Linked DNA regions of Mus musculus: region 2 is linked to region 1. A link is a contact called in public HiChIP or PLAC-seq data. All regions are on one chromosome and are shown on one strand. The core of a region is the stretch at or near the end of the contact, and the rest is flanking DNA. Distances in the headings are between cores, read along the strand shown.

Region 1 (7,738 bases), core at 1,454-3,953:
ATTTGTCTTCCTGTAATTGTTGAGATGTGGTTTTATTGCTGTTGGCTTTCTCATTCTTTTCGAAAATATATTACTTCTCTCTTGTATGTGTCCTCTGGTGCTGGATGAGGTCTGACTTCTGTGTAAAGCCCCACCCACACTCCCTGCAAACATAGGGCTTCTCCCCTGTGTGTGTCCTCTGGTGCTTGATGAGGTTTGACTTCTGTGTAAAGCCCCGCCCACACTCCCTGCAAACATAGGGCTTCTCCCCTGTGTGTGTCCTCTGGTGCTGGATGAGGACTGACTTCGCTGTAAAGCCCCGCCCACACTCCCTGCAAACATAGGGCTTCTCCCCTGTGTGTGTCCTCTGGTGCTGGATGAGGACTGACTTCGCTGTAAAGCCCCGCCCACACTCCCTGCAAACATAGGGCTTCTCCCCTGTGTGTGTCCTCTGGTGCTGGATGAGGTTTGACTTCGCTGTAAAGCCCCGCCCACACTCCCTGCAAACATAGGGCTTCTCCCCTGTGTGTGTCCTCTGGTGCTGGATGAGGACTGACTTCGCTGTAAAGCCCCGCCCACACTCCCTGCAAACATAGGGCTTCTCCCCTGTGTGTGTCCTCTGGTGCTTGATGAGGACTGACTTCTGTGTAAAGCCCCGCCCACACTCCCTGCAAACATAGGGCTTCTCCCCTGTGTGTGTCCTCTGGTGCTTGATGAGGACTGACTTCTGTGTAAAGCCCCGCCCACACTCCCTGCAAACATAGGGCTTCTCCCCTGTGTGTGTCCTCTGGTGCTTGATGAGGTCTGACTTCTGTGTAAAGCCCCGCCCACACTCCCTGCAAACATAGGGCTTCTCCCCTGTGTGTGTCCTCTGGTGCTTGATGAGGTCTGACTTCTGTGTAAAGCCCCGCCCACACTCCCTGCAAACATAGGGCTTCTCCCCTGTGTGTGTCCTCTGGTGCTGGATGAGGTGTGAGTTCTGTGTAAAGCCCCGCCCACACTCCCTGCAAACATAGGGCTTCTCCCCTGTGTGTGTCTTCTGGTGCTCATTGACATTTGACTTATCACTGAAATATTGCCCACATTGTCTTTCAATACTTGAGATTTCTGATGCAATAAATGATTTGACTGTGTCCTCTGTATTTGTTGTCTGGCCTGTTCTGAGCTCTTCCACAGTTCTCTTACTTTCCTCAGATCTCATTTGTTCTTTGAGTGTGCTGGGAAAGGTTGTTGAAATCCTCTGCCTGGGTTTGGATTTTCTTTTTACTTCATTGCTGGCCTTGTCATTTTTGTTCTGTGAATCAACATGTTGTTCCTGAAGCTGATCTGAACAGGGATCTCCTGGTTTAGGATTTATTCTTGCAGATGTTCCTGGGAAGATTTCAGTGCGATGATTCCATTCCATATGTTGAGTGAGGAATTTCTGACTTGAGAAGGCCAAAGAGCACAAAAGACAAGGATGAATTTCTGTCCTTAGTTCTGTGGAAAGATAAAGTTTTTGATGAGACTGAATATAATAAATTGCTTAGGCATCTGATTTTCTATGTGGTCAGGCCTACCCCATTACTTAGTCTTCATGAGTTAAGGCACACCCAGCTAGGTTTGATGGTTCAAAGACAATCTGGTCAATGAGGTAGGATTCTATAGCCAACACAAGTTGTCTGTCTCCTATCAAGTGCAGTGAGTGCATTCCATCATCCTTTGGGTTTTTTTTTTTTTTTGTCATTTTTGTTTGTTTGGGGTTTTTGTTGTTGTTGTTTTGTTTTTTTTGAGACAGGGTTTCTCTGTGTATTCCTGGCCATGCTAGAATTTGCTTTGTAGACTAGAGTGGCCTTGAACTCACAGAGATTCTCCTGCCTCTGCCTCCTGAGTGCTAGAATTAAAGGTGTGCACCACCTTTATTTTAATTTTTTTATTCTGTTATTTTATTGGATTTTTCTTTATTTACATTTCAAATATTTTTATTCTGTTTTTATTTTAACTACATGTCCTCCAAGTAGGATCAGAAGCAACCTTATTCTTGGTGTAAACTGCAACGGCAAGCAAGCCCTACAAACTATAAGCATCTTTTTGGTTTTTATATCCTACCTTACCCAACAACCCTACCTCACCCAGTTCCACTTAGTCAGGTGTCTGGTCACCTTTCCCTATGCACTCTCTGCACCTATTTCATACTATGGAGACATAACAACACTTCCTTAGGTGGAATTTCCCTTACTGGATTTTCCTAAAAAAGGAAAATTAAATGTAATTGGAGCCCATCCAGCTAGAAGATCAACAACTATGAGTACCTGGGTAGAGTTGTTGATAAAAGCAGCATATGAGTTTGAAATTGTCTTCTCATTCTAAGACATAGTCAGTTGGGGGTTCTCCTTTAGGTTAAAGAAGACAGGATGTTCTGGGTCCTGCTGACTAAAAGTGTGCTCCTGCTGCCACACCTTGGCTATAAAGTACCTTTCTCAATGATCCACAAATTGTAAAATGAAAGTTAATTTTCTCCTCATACCAAGTACTCATGCTTATTTCATTTACATTTAGCCCATTTCAAATATAACAAAAACCCTGTTTCAAAACACATCTTACTCAGATGTCTTCTCTCTGTGGCCCACTAGTCCTTTGCATGCAATCCTTTCCCCCTGGAAACTGAAGCAATCTCTGAGGTGGTTGCACACTGCACTATATTTTTGAAAATTCGCCAAAGCATCATTGTAGAACAAAGAACTGAAACCCCGCTATGCCTCACTCTCACTCTCCTGGGACCTTCACAGGCTCTACATTAACAGGCTCACATGCATTTCTCTGGCATCTGCTTCCTTCCATGAAATGACTTCAACCTGTTCTCAAAAGTGCAGCCCTTTCATGCCTTGAGACAGTTACAACAGCTATCTCCTCTGAGACCATCTGCTTGCCCCTCCCAAATCTTCCTTCAATAGCCTTTATATTTACGTCTACTCCACGGGTCTCTAAACACTTTTCCTGACTCTGCATAGGTCTGTACAAGTATGCATGCTTCCCTAGTCCATGAGTCAGCTAAAGAGCAGGCATTTCAATATTTTTGTTTATTTTATATATTTTTTCTCTCCTGGCACAGAGCCACAATTTACCTGACATCTAACTGACATAGTGCCAGATGACATATTTATATTATTTACATATATGAAAGAAATTAAAAAGAAACCAAAAGGAAGGACCAGAATAAACTAATTCAGTAAAAAAGTTGATGGGTACGTGAAAACTTTTTTCTTGTTTTTTTTTTTTCTGGACTCTAACCTTATAGCACTTATATGTTGTTATATATTTTGTTCATAAAGTACTTGAAATAAATTTAGGGGTAGAGAGATGGTTCAGATGTTAAGAGTATTTGCTGTTCTTACAGAGTACCTGGGTTTGATTTTGGCACCTACATGGTAGCTCAAAACTATCTATAACTCCAGTTCCAGGAGATCCATCACTGTCTTCTGGCTTCAGCAGGCACTGCACGCATATATATATACATGCAAGCAAAAATTTATACATACAAAATAAATATAACAATCCTTTTAAAATTAGAATATTTAGCCGGGTGGTGGTGGCACATGCCTTTAATCTCAGCTCTTAGGAGGCAGAGGCAGGTGGATTTCTGAGTTCGAGGCCAGCCTGGTCTTCAAAGTGAGTTCCAGGACAGCCAGGGCTACACAGAGAAACCTGTCTCGAAAAACCAAAAAAAAAAAAAAAAAAAAGAAAAGAAAAAGAATATTTAAAAGCATAAAAATTTTATAACACTTTAAAGCACACAAAATGATCTTTAATTTCAGAAGTTCTCAAAAATTCACTGAATTTATATTGTATTTCACTTAGCTTAAGAATTGAAACACAAGATGTCTTGAGGGCTCTGAAACTCCACACAACGGTGTTCTACTGCCTGAGTGTACCCATCTGAGGTGATTCTTGCAGCCCAGGGTCTGCTTCAGGAAAAAGTCTCCTCCCGGTTCATGCAGGCCATGAAGCCGGCTACCTAGAGCTCCTAGGTACATATCCGCGCAGTACTTGCACTCCTGTAGAGGCTACTGCTCCTACTGCTCTAATATTCTGAAGGAGCCCGTGCATTTAGAAGGGTGTGGACATGTCTTCTGTAATGACTGTACAAGTGACTGTTTTGGAACAGGATGTGTTACACTCTAGCTTGGAACCTAGACTTCAAGATAAACGGGCAATTGGACAGTATGGCCCAGCTTTACAGTACGCGTCAAAACTTGATACATGATAATAAACTTTTAGATCCAAAAGATGACACCTCTGGACAATTTTATTTGGTTATGAAAAAAGGAAGAATAATTTAATAAAAATGTAGTTTAGCCCTCAAAGTAAGAAGGTCAGATATGCTGTGAGTAAATTGTACAAACACAGTACAGACCCAGCCACAAAAGACAAAAAGATGACAAACCCTGGCATGCTTCGGTATATATGAATTTGTTTCTACAAGTCCTCATGAAGTTGTTTCTAAGAAGGCTAAAGCAGTTTCCTAGAACATCTGCAAAAAAGCAGTAGAAGAAATCTTTACCTGAGATCAACCTGGAGTGGAATTTAAAGTCAGGGAAGAAGATAGTAGATTTGAGTCCAAAGAGGAATTAGAAGGCCTCCCTCTGCAGCCAACCACCAGTAAATAGTGACATAAACTAATTAGCCAGTAGCTCTGTTACAGAATTTGAATGGTCTGAAAGCTTGACTGAAGTCTCTATAACCACTGAGCATATAGTGTCTCCAGACACTGTGAACAAGAGTGAAGAGGAAAGTCTGTATAAAATATTTTCATTCAGTAGGGCATAATAGAAATCCCAAAGGTTACAGCTGGTCTCCCAATCCTATTTCTAAAAGATGTGAGAGCCAACATTCCAACATTTGTTAGGCCAATGTTGCTTGTAGAAAACATACTTGTGACTGTTCTTCACTTTCTATGGTTGTACTTCACACTCAAGAGAAATATTAACATATCAGATGGCTCCCTTAGCCTTTCACCAGGCACATTCTCACTTCTGAGGAATAGCTCGGCTCACACACAAAGATGTCAAATCCCTCCACAGTGAAGCTGTCACCCAATAATATGAATAGAGGGAAAAATCACAGAGGGGAAATTTTTGCTTCATATTGCTTCTATTAAGGGTAATATGCCCTCTGTTGAATACTTCATACAAAATGAAAATGACTCAAATGTTCAAGACCATGCTGAATGGACACCATTGTATGAAGCCTGCAATCTTGGGCACCTGAAGGTAACCAGCATAATGCTTTGCTGAACACCACTGGCTATCAGAAAAACTCATGACTTCATCATGCAAAAGAATGGGAACATGGATCTAGTCATGGTATTACTGTCCTATGGTTCCTCCAGGAATGCTGCTAATGTATTTGGTGTATAACCTCATGGGTTATATAGACTGTCCTAGTCACTGTTCTGATGTTGTGAAGAGACACCATTACCAAGGTAACTCTTATAAAAGAAAGCATTTAATTAGAGGACTTGCTTACAGTTTTAGAGGTTAGTACATTATCATCCTGTCAAGGAGCATGGCAGTAAGCATGGTGCTGGAGAAGTAGTTGAGAGCTACATCCTGATCATCAGACAAAGTAAGAGATACTAGGTCTCGGGGGCTGGTGAGATGGCTCAGTGGGTAAGAGCACCCGACTGTTCTTCCAAAGGTCCAGAGTTCAAATCCCAGCAACCACATGGTGGCTCACAACCATCCGTAACAAGATCTGACTCCCTCTTCTGGTGTGTCTGAAGACAGCTACAGTGTACTTACATATAATAATAAATAAATCTAAAAAAAAAAAAGAGAGAGAGAGATACTAGGTCTCACATGGGCTTTTGAAAGCTTAAACCCCAACCCCTGTGACACACTTTCTCTAACAAGGCCACACCTCCTAATCCTATCAGAGAGTTCCTCCACTCCCTGATGCTTAGCATTCAAATATGAGCTTAAGAGCTCACTCTTATTCAAACCACCACCCACAGAGATTATTGTTGCTGCTACCAGAGAAGAATGAATCATTTTCAACTAACAACTGCTTGGTCATGAATGCGGGGCAACAGAAGAATGGGCTGCTGATACTTATAGGCAGTAGGCTTTCTTCAGAACAAGAGAAACATGCTCAGCAAACTTGAGGTAGTTCTGAAGGTCTAAAAATGTGCTGAGTTTGACAGTACAGTAACTCACATCATTGTTCCTGTTGGTGAAGCTCAAAGTACTTGTATGCTTGGGATTCCCAAATGGATGATAGCTATTGAAGTTTGATTGGATGAAAGCTTTGCTGCAAAGCAAAGTTACATGAACAGGAAGTACAAAATTCCACAGAGGTTCACTGAGGAGCAGGCTTAACAGAGAGCAGCTGTTACAAAAGCCTTTTAATGGATGTTACTTCTTTTGTGGGGAGAAATGTCAAAATTCATTCAAAGGACCTTAAGTTCATTGATGTAGCAGAGGTCTTGTAGAAAGTCCTAGCCATACTGACATGACTCAAAACATCAACACAATTGTGTGCTGTTGGGGTATGCTGTGTGAAAATGTGTCTCTGTCCTTCCTCACCTACCCAAGGCAATATCTGGCTTTAATAAAAATCTGATGGCCAATTAGCTGGAAGGTGGGACTTCCTGGGAGGGAGAAAGGAACTCTGAGAAGAAAAAAAGAAGAAGAAGAAGGAGGAGGAGAAGGAGAAGAAGAAGAGAAGGAGGAAGAGGAGGAGGAAGAGGAGGGAGGAGGAGGAGGAGGAAGAAGAGGAGGAGGAGGAGGAGGAAGAAGAAGAGGAGGAGGAGGAGGAGGAAGAAGAAGAGGAGGAGGAGGAAGAGGAAGAAGAAGAGGAGAAAGAGGAGGAAGAGGAGGAAGAGGAGGAGGAAGAAGAAGAGGAGGAGGAAGGAGGAAGAAGGAGGAGGAGGAGGGGAAAGAAGAAGAGGAGGAGGAGGAAAAGGAGGAAGAGGAGGAGGAGGAGGAGGAGGAGCTTTTGCCAGGAGATATGAGAGGAGACAAACATGACTATGGGTCTATAAGGTATAGCTGTAGCTAGCCAGGTGGCTAGATGGGGTTAACTTACATGAACTAGTTGAGAGTCTGCCCAGCTAAGGCCTATGGCTTTAAAATATTAACAGTTCTCTGTGTGGTTATTTGGGGGAAAGCTGGTTAAGGACTGATTGTTACTGTATTGATTTCCAGCATTAATATACAAAATATTATTAACCTTTTAATTTATCATGTCAAACCTAATTCTCGTCAGTACCTCTCTATGTACAATCCATCATCTATGAAGATCTGTTTCACTGTTGTCCAGAAAGGGTTCACCAGGGCGAAGTCTGGATGTTTGTGATAAATCTTTCTGGGCTTTATATATTATTAAAATATGTAAGCATTGACTCCCCTCACCATTTCTTTTCCCCTTTCTTCTTTCCCTCTTTTTCTCTTGTCTTCTTTTTAGTTTGTGATTCTGGTTATGAAAGTCAGGGTCTTGTGCATGCTAGGCAGTTATCTACCCCAGAACTATATCTCTAGCCCAGTTTTGATTCTTTTTTTCTTTGTGAGTGAGAGGTGGGGGTCTTGCACATGCCAGGCAACTGAGCTACACTCATAACCTTGAATTTATTTTGAGCCAGCCTTGCTAATTTAACTGGATTGGCCTTGAATTCGCCCAGTTTTAATATTTTTATAAAGTTTTTATGTTGGTGGGTAGGCAAAAGTTGGAGATTGCTTGATCCACATTTTTACCACATCCTACATAAAGACCATCACACGAA
Region 2 (7,738 bases), core at 2,484-4,983, 2.1 Mb after region 1:
AAAGAAAGAAAGAAAGAAAGAAAGAAAGAAAGAAAGAAAGAAAGAGAAAGAGAGAAAGAGAGAAAGAGAGAAAGAGAGAAAGAGAGAAAGATAGAAAGTTAATAAAAAGACATAAATTGTCAGCCTAGAAAGAAATCAGGAAACTTGGATACCAGGGACCTCGTCTTAGGAAGTGTAATTTTACCTTTACTATGTAAATTTCTACTGTCCTTGTAACTTGGTTTAATCAATGAAATGAAGCAAAAAGGTTTGCCAGAATATTTAATGCTGGGCCTTGGTAGGCTGTGTAAACTTTACTATTCATTATTACTCTAACAGCGCTGTTAGAGAAAATCCAAGCTAGCTTCCTTGTGGGTGGGTAACCACATTAAAAACATACAGCCAACAGCCAGCATCCACTGCCAGACGCATGAGTAAAGCTATCTTAGAAGCGCAACAGACAATGACTGCTCTTAAGTAACTTCAGGCAAGAAAGAAGACACGTTCACCTAAACCTAATTCAAATTATTGACCTAAAGAACAATTAGCAAAAACTCTGACCAGAATTGTTCTTGTCTCAAAAAACTGCAGGGACAAAAATGTTGAAGAGCCTGAGGCAAAGGAGGTGCAGCAACAGGCCCAAATTGGGATCCAGCTCAAGGGGGCCCCAAGGTCTGACACTATTAGTGATGCCATGGTGTGCTTACAAACAGGAGCCTATCATGACTGCCCTCCAAAAGGCCCAACAAGCAGCTGAAAGAGTCAGATGCAGATATTTACACCTAACCAATGGACAGAAGCTGGTGGCTTCTGTGGTTGAATTAGGGAAAAGCTGGAAGAAGCTGAGGAGGAGAGGGATCCTATAGGAAGACCAGCAATCTCAACTAACATGAATCCCTAGGATCTCTCAGACACTGATCCACCAACCAGGTAGCATACACCAGCTGATACGAGGCCCCCAGCACATGTACAGTAGAGGACTGCCAGGTCTGCACTCAAGTCAGAGAAGATGCACCTAACCCCAGAAAGTTGGGAGGTCTAGTGGAGTGGGAGGGGGGGGGGTAAAGTGGGGACAACCTCTTGGAGATGGGAGGAAAAGGTGTGAGATGTGGGACAGTCAGACGGTGGACAGGGATAAAGTCTAGACTGTTAAAAAAAATAGAGAATAATTAAAAAAAACAATTAGCAAATAAAATGGTTGTTGTTTTAAGTCATAAATTTTGTGAAACGTTCACAAAATAACATATAACCCCTTACTTCTTATATAGTATAACCACCAATATTTCAGTGATCTTATTTTCTGAGGGACTCAAGTTCTACCAGTGAGCAACATGCCTCTGAATTATTCTCACAAAATAATTTATCTCCTAAGACCAAACTTAAACCACGTTGTACATATCAGATCTACAGTTCCATGGAATATCTTAGATTGCAATACACTGAGTAACATCAGGGCCTTACTGATACTTCAGACTCAGTTCAGAAACATAAGGAAAAAAAAAAAAACAGAACATTTGTCATTAGAACAGTTTGCATTCTTCATACAAAAACTCCTGTATACAGATCTAGGCTTTCATTCTAAGCCTAAGAAGTTTAATATACATGACTTCATTATCAACAAATACCTTACCACCCAACAAACGATGATGAGCAACTAGGGGCTCTCTCATACAATAACACTGGACTGATCAACAGAAACAACAGAGAGCTAAGAACTTCTCAGGAACCAGGCATTCTGCTACCTCCTATGTAACCCTGGGTAACCCTTCAAGCTCAGTTTGCTCATCTGTAAGCAGTACCAATAACATTATCTATGTTGGAGGGAGGAAGATAATACTCTCTCTCTCTCTCTCTCACACACACACATACATAAAATATACAATATATAAAATCACTGGAAAGAACTACCCACCTCACTAAGTTATATAAGCCATAAAGTGTTCAGAATACAACCTACTACATAACAAGTTCTTAATGATTAGCATCATATACTATTACCAGAATTTTAAAAATATTTATTTATTTGTTTGTTTGTTTATTTATTTATTTTATGTGTATGAGTACACTATAGCTGTCGGCAGTGGATCCCATTACAGACAGTTGTGAGCCACCAAGTAGTTGCTTGAAATTGAACTCAGAACCTCTGGAAAAGTGGTCAGTGCTCTTAACCGCTGAACCATCTCTCCAGGCCCTACCAGAATTTATATAACATCTCATTTCTTAGTCATAGATATTCAAAAATGTTTCTTTATGTTGTCCACTAAATTCACTAACCAAACAGAAACAGCAAGATGGACTTTCTCCCTCTCTCATTAAAATTAAGAGATAGAGTTGAGTATGGTGGCACACATCTCTAACCCCAGCACTTGGGAGGCAAAGGCAGAGGCAGGCAGATCTCTGAGTTTGAGGCTAGCCTGGCCTACCTAGTAAATTCCAGGACAGCTTGGGGGTGGGGGTATATAGAAAGACACTGTCTTTAAAAAAAAAAAAAAAAAAAAGGAGGAGGAGGGGGAAGAGGAAGAAGAGCAGGAGGAGGAGGATAAGAAAAAGAAGAGAAAACAAAGAAAGAAAAGAAAGGAAGGAAAAAAGAAATATCCCAGTATCTCCCGTACTAACACTTCAAGTTTGTTGTTAAAAAACTAAGTGCTGTTATAAAAAAAAACAACCATTTGCATCTTAACTATACCTTCAAAGAGAGCCCTAAGAATTTCATGCATAAAACAATTACATTTGTTGAAGGATATTTGCTAAGAATTACAGAAACAAAACATATTTTTATAAATAATTATTTTTATTTTTGAGATTATAATTACATTATTCTCCCCTTCCCATTATTCCCTCCAAACCTTCCTATGTATCACCCTCAACTCTCTTTCAAATTCCTAGCCTCTTTTTCTTTAGTTGTTGGTGTGTGTGTGTGTGTAATATGTGTGTGTGTAATATGTATGTGTGTATGTGTGTAATATGTGTATGTGTGTGTGTAATATGTATGTGTGTGGGTAAACTTTACAGGAAGATGAGAGTGAAATAGTTCACTGCACCCGAGACTCAGCACAGTGATTCTGAAAGCAGCCAGTTTCTCAGAGTCACAGGAAATGGTTAAGCAACCTCAGAGCAGTCATTTGGTTTTGCACCACAAATGTTTTTCAAAATAATTATCTTCAAATAATAGGATACCTTAAAAGTGTCCAAGAAGAGAAGAGAAGCAAGTTTGCTGATATTACAGGTTCCAACTCTGTTTGAGATATTCTTATCCCCCCCCCTTAAAAAAAAGCAATGGGAACTCATATTTTAATGAATTTTCATACTTTGTTACTAACATAAATTCTTAAAATCTAATCAGAAAGATAAAAATAACAGTAAGAGTCAAACTTACCAGTGAAAACTAAGCAACAAAGTTCAATACAAATCTCATACAAAACAGTCTAAACATGATGGGTGGGGAGGTCATATCTTTAGAGAACTCTCATTTTATCAGGGTTGATGCTTTTGGGAAAACTGTATCTGTTGTTTCCTTTTCCCCTGTTCTACTTGTTGAGTGACCCCTGGTACAGTAAATAAGTATCTGGGGGAGACTGTACTTCAATTTTTTCTAAGTGGAAAAAACTTCCACAAAATTCTTAAATGTCTTTATAAGATCTTTAAAACATGCTTAACTATTTTCCATTTCTTAAAAGTACTATTCTGAACATATGGTCATCACTGGGGCTGGAGGGCAATCAATGACTGCACTGTTAATTTTAAAGACACAGAACTCAGTGTTCTGTCTGAAAAGCAAACTTACCCAGGCACTGGTGCTTCTCAGCCAAACCTCAGAAATTGGCCAACTTGTCTCATATGCCTCGTTCTAATTAACAACATAAAGTTTATAGCAAATCATGCTGCACTGAATTTTGCTGTTTAGTTTTCTTTAGACAGGATTTCACTCTTGGCTCAGGCTGGCTTTCAGCTCACCCATGGCTGGCCTCAATCCAGTACGATTGCTCAAGGCTTTGGCCTTGGCAAAGACTGCTAGTGCTGAGAATACTGGTATGAATCACCGTGCCCAGCAGAGTTGTTTTTGTTGGTTTTTTTTTTTTTTTCTTTATTTTAGGTTTTAGTTTAGACTCTTTTTTTTTCACAGTACTTAATTTTACTATAGTTGTATTTTTCAGGGGATTTATAACTTGGTTATGATTTAGAATATTAGGTAACAAGCAGTTCTTTGACTATGCAGTCTCTGAGTTATAATAATATTTAAAAGAAATAGGTTAGATTAAGATATATGTTTATTACTATTTATTACCATTTAAGACATTTATAAAGTTTGTGGTTTTAAATACAGAGGAAATTCCTATCACCAGAAATTTTCTGTCTTCTCAGATTTCTATCTAGGTTCAGGCACAATTCCTGGCTTTGACTCCTAGTACCATCCCCAAACCAAAAATAAAGCAATCCAACAGCAACAACAAAACAAACAAAAAACCCAAACTCTATATATTATCAAAAGTTAAAGTGAAGATTTCAGCAAATAATTAAACTAAGTGAGTACCATTATAGTATGGCCACTTGGGTGAAGTGACCAATGCTCAAGTATTAGTGTCACATAAACCAAATCACAATAATACCACTCATATCTCTTCTTCAATTCTGTACATAGAAACCTCAACAAGACATAGGACATGGTTCAATTAACTGTATAATAATCATGAAGAAAAATGGAATGCCATTAGCAGAAACAACTCTGGGCTCAACATAATTAAATCAGTCCTTAGTGAAGGCGAGAGGTGGATAGATCAGGGTACAGTTATATAAAAAAGGGCATGGCTTGCCTTTTGCAGCTTTGAAGATGAAAAGAGGGAGTAGGAGCAAAAGAATGTAAGTGGCCTTTAGAAGCTGGGAAACTAAAGGCCATAGTTCCTACCCAGAGCCCACAGAGTGTTTACTAGCAACACCCGGCTAAGACAGGTCATGCATTTGGCCTACAGAGTTGTAGGAGAACAATTTTGTACTTTATTTTCTATCTAATCTGTGATCATTTGTCATGGTGGCAATGGAAATTAGTAAACTTCTATGCACAGCATATCCACATTTGCAGCAGGTCAGCTCTCCTCTTATGGTAGAGGGCAGTGTGTGGGGGCATTACCCAAAGTCAGAAGTGATATTTTCAGTCATGCTATAGCTATTAGGTAATTCAACTAGCTTATGAAACATAAAGAGATTTATTCTGACAAGTTGGGTGGAAATCTCTGGCAAAGTTCAATAAAGGGAGTGTCCTAAAACTATTCTTGAATTAGGTTAGAGACAACTCTAAGACACTGGCAAAAACGACTAAGGTCTCGACATGCTTTGTCCTCAGATTACTTCATAGCTGTCCACAGTTCACTTTGCCTTACAGGAGATAATGGAGAAAACACTTGGCAAAGCAGTCTACACGAGGATTAGTGTCTATCTTAATACTGTTCTCTTTCCTTTGACCATTCTACCCTTAGGGCAGGCTTTAGTCACAAATAGTGTGCTGGTGCCAATTAGGTAGAATTTCATTGAGCCAGCCTGATATTTCTGTGTACGAGAACCAGGAAAAGTAGCCCTGCAGGCTACAGTGTTGAGAGAATGCCAGAGGGAAAAGAATTGTTCTATGAACCTAGAGATATTTTTCTATGAACTTACAAAAATTACAGAATAACCACCAGAGAACTAGAGAGGGGGGCAATAGGGAGATACATACATATATACATACATGCATATAAACATACATACATACATGCATATATACATACATACAGATCAAAGCTGCAAGGTAGCAGTGTGCATTGGTGTCTATTTCTGCTTACAGTAGTTGCTATTCTTACCATTGTGACAAACATAGCTGACAGAAACAACAGAGCATTGTCTTTGGCACACTGTCCAGAAGGTAGCTGATCATGAGCAGAAAGGATTATCACTCAAGGGTGTGTAGCTGTTAACAGTGAGAACTGGAGCACATTGTTTATGTCATGGCAGAAAGGATGCAGAGAGCAGACCTGGAAGCAAGGGCCAGCCTATAATCCCAAAGTCTCACTCCTAATAGCCAACCACTATCCATTACCATGTCCATAAGGTTCAGTATCTTCCACCAACTGGGATCAAGTGTTCAAACATATGAGCTTATGGAAAATATTACATTTAAGTCATAACTGCTACAACACTTGCCACAAACCTGAAAAGCTTATTATAACAACACAAATTAATTCTCAAAAGTTCTAGATGCAAGAAGTCCACAATGGGACTCGCTGAGGCCAAATCAGTTGTTAACAGTGCTATGATTCCCCTGAAAGCTCTTGGAAGAACTCATCTCCTTATCTTTTCCATATCCTAGAAACTGTTTGCATCCAGCAAAGGCCAACTGAATCATTGTCATACTATATGATATTAACAAATTTTGACTTCAAAGGGCTCAAATGGCTAATCCTGGATAATCTCTTTAAGATTCGATGACAAAAAATTTCATTTTGTGTTTATTTATTAATTTTTGGAAACAAGTGTTTCACTATGCAGTTTTAGCTTGCCTCCTAAATGCAGGCATTGTAGGTTTATACCACCACACCCGACACAACAGTAACTCCTACCTGAAACTTTAACTCCCTTTAACTAGTAACCTAATTTACCACCAGGTGCCAGGATCAGAACCGGGAAGTGTTTACTAAGCATTATTATGCAAAGGCTAGGAGAACAGAACTGATCCTGGAACTGCTGTCCACCAAAATGAAACAGGTTTTAAGAGCTGAACCCTAGCAAGTTGAATGTCTGTTAAAAGAAAGTATTATCCAGAGGACTAAGACAGATACTGAATCTACGCTCCATAACATTAATAACCTAAAAGTCACAAGCCAAAAGTACTTTACATACAAAGTATTAAGAAAATGTTCATTTTCCATATACAAGGCATTCAAGACTAGATAGAACTTTCAGCTTCTATAACCTGTTGTTATAACACTGCTCTGAAATAAACGTAAAATGGGTTGAGATAAATGAAAATGAAAGTTTTCAGGAGAAAATTTTTAATTGAAAAGAAAATCTAAAGTGAAGGAGGAGGAAAAAAAAAAACGAACAATAATAAAACAAACCTGAACAGTATCTGTGGTGATTTGAATGAGAATGTCTTCCAAAAGGTTTTTTCCTTCTGTTCTACCTTTCCGGAGAGTATGGCCTAAAACCTTAATGAGTTTTCCTTCTGTTGTCTGTTCATGAATCTATAGTATCTGAGAACTAGAGGGGTCATGTAGCTTACTTACACTGAAAGGAGTTTCAGAAGACAAATTTAAGGCCCGTGTGAAAGGATGTTACATAAGGTAACTGAGTCTGGGTATAGTATTATATTTAGAAAGAAGATCAAGAAAGGGTAATACTGAGTTACGAGGAAAGCTAACATGCAAAAAGGCTACATGGCATGAGTCATTAAAGACAATGTAAAGCTATTTCTGTTCTAGTTTCAAATACATCATATTCTTTTCTTTTTGTGGTATATAAGTCCATAAAAATATAATTGATAATGAAAGAATAAAACCCTCCGTCCCTCTCTCTCTCCCTTCCCCTTCTCCCCACCTTTTCAAGCAGTTCAAGATGTGAGCCCTCAGCTTCTATTCCAACCTCTATGTCTGCTGCTTGCTGCCTGCCACCTACCAGCCACAGTGGCTCTTCTCTGGAACTGCAAGTCTAAAGATCCCTTCCTTCTGTAAGATGTCTCTCGCTTGTGGTATTTGTCACAGCAACAGAGTGTTAATAGTCTCAAAAACAAAAT

Evidence for each region. HiChIP or PLAC-seq counts read pairs in DNA pulled down with a chosen protein or histone mark.
Region 2: an H3K27ac HiChIP or PLAC-seq map of large pre-B cells shows a contact between it and region 1, with 5 times the contacts expected there. The contact joins two enhancer-like sites. A contact is called at or near these places in 3 of 39 promoter capture datasets (liver, pre-B cells and stem cell-derived epiblast-like cells) and 1 of 115 datasets of contacts at active chromatin or transcription factors (large pre-B cells).

What each region holds. Positions count from the first base shown.
Region 1 is chr17:15,543,903-15,551,640 of GRCm38.p6, forward strand. It overlaps Prdm9 (PR domain containing 9), which reads right to left. Exons shown (of 10, transcript NM_144809.3): 10 at 1-1,458. The coding sequence ends at 71. It also overlaps the pseudogene Gm18564. Among named protein-coding and RNA genes, the nearest start is that of Prdm9, 16 kb to the right of the region's middle. Within about 2 kb of position 2,704, at least 18 of the 459 cell types and tissues checked have an H3K27ac peak or open chromatin away from gene starts, as enhancers often do. A contact at or near this core is called in pre-B cells, where this site is marked.
Region 2 is chr17:17,597,153-17,604,890 of GRCm38.p6, forward strand. All of the region lies in intron 1 of Lnpep (leucyl/cystinyl aminopeptidase), which reads right to left. Among named protein-coding and RNA genes, the nearest start is that of Lnpep, 23 kb to the right of the region's middle. Within about 2 kb of position 3,734, at least 186 of the 459 cell types and tissues checked have an H3K27ac peak or open chromatin away from gene starts, as enhancers often do. A contact at or near this core is called in pre-B cells, where this site is marked.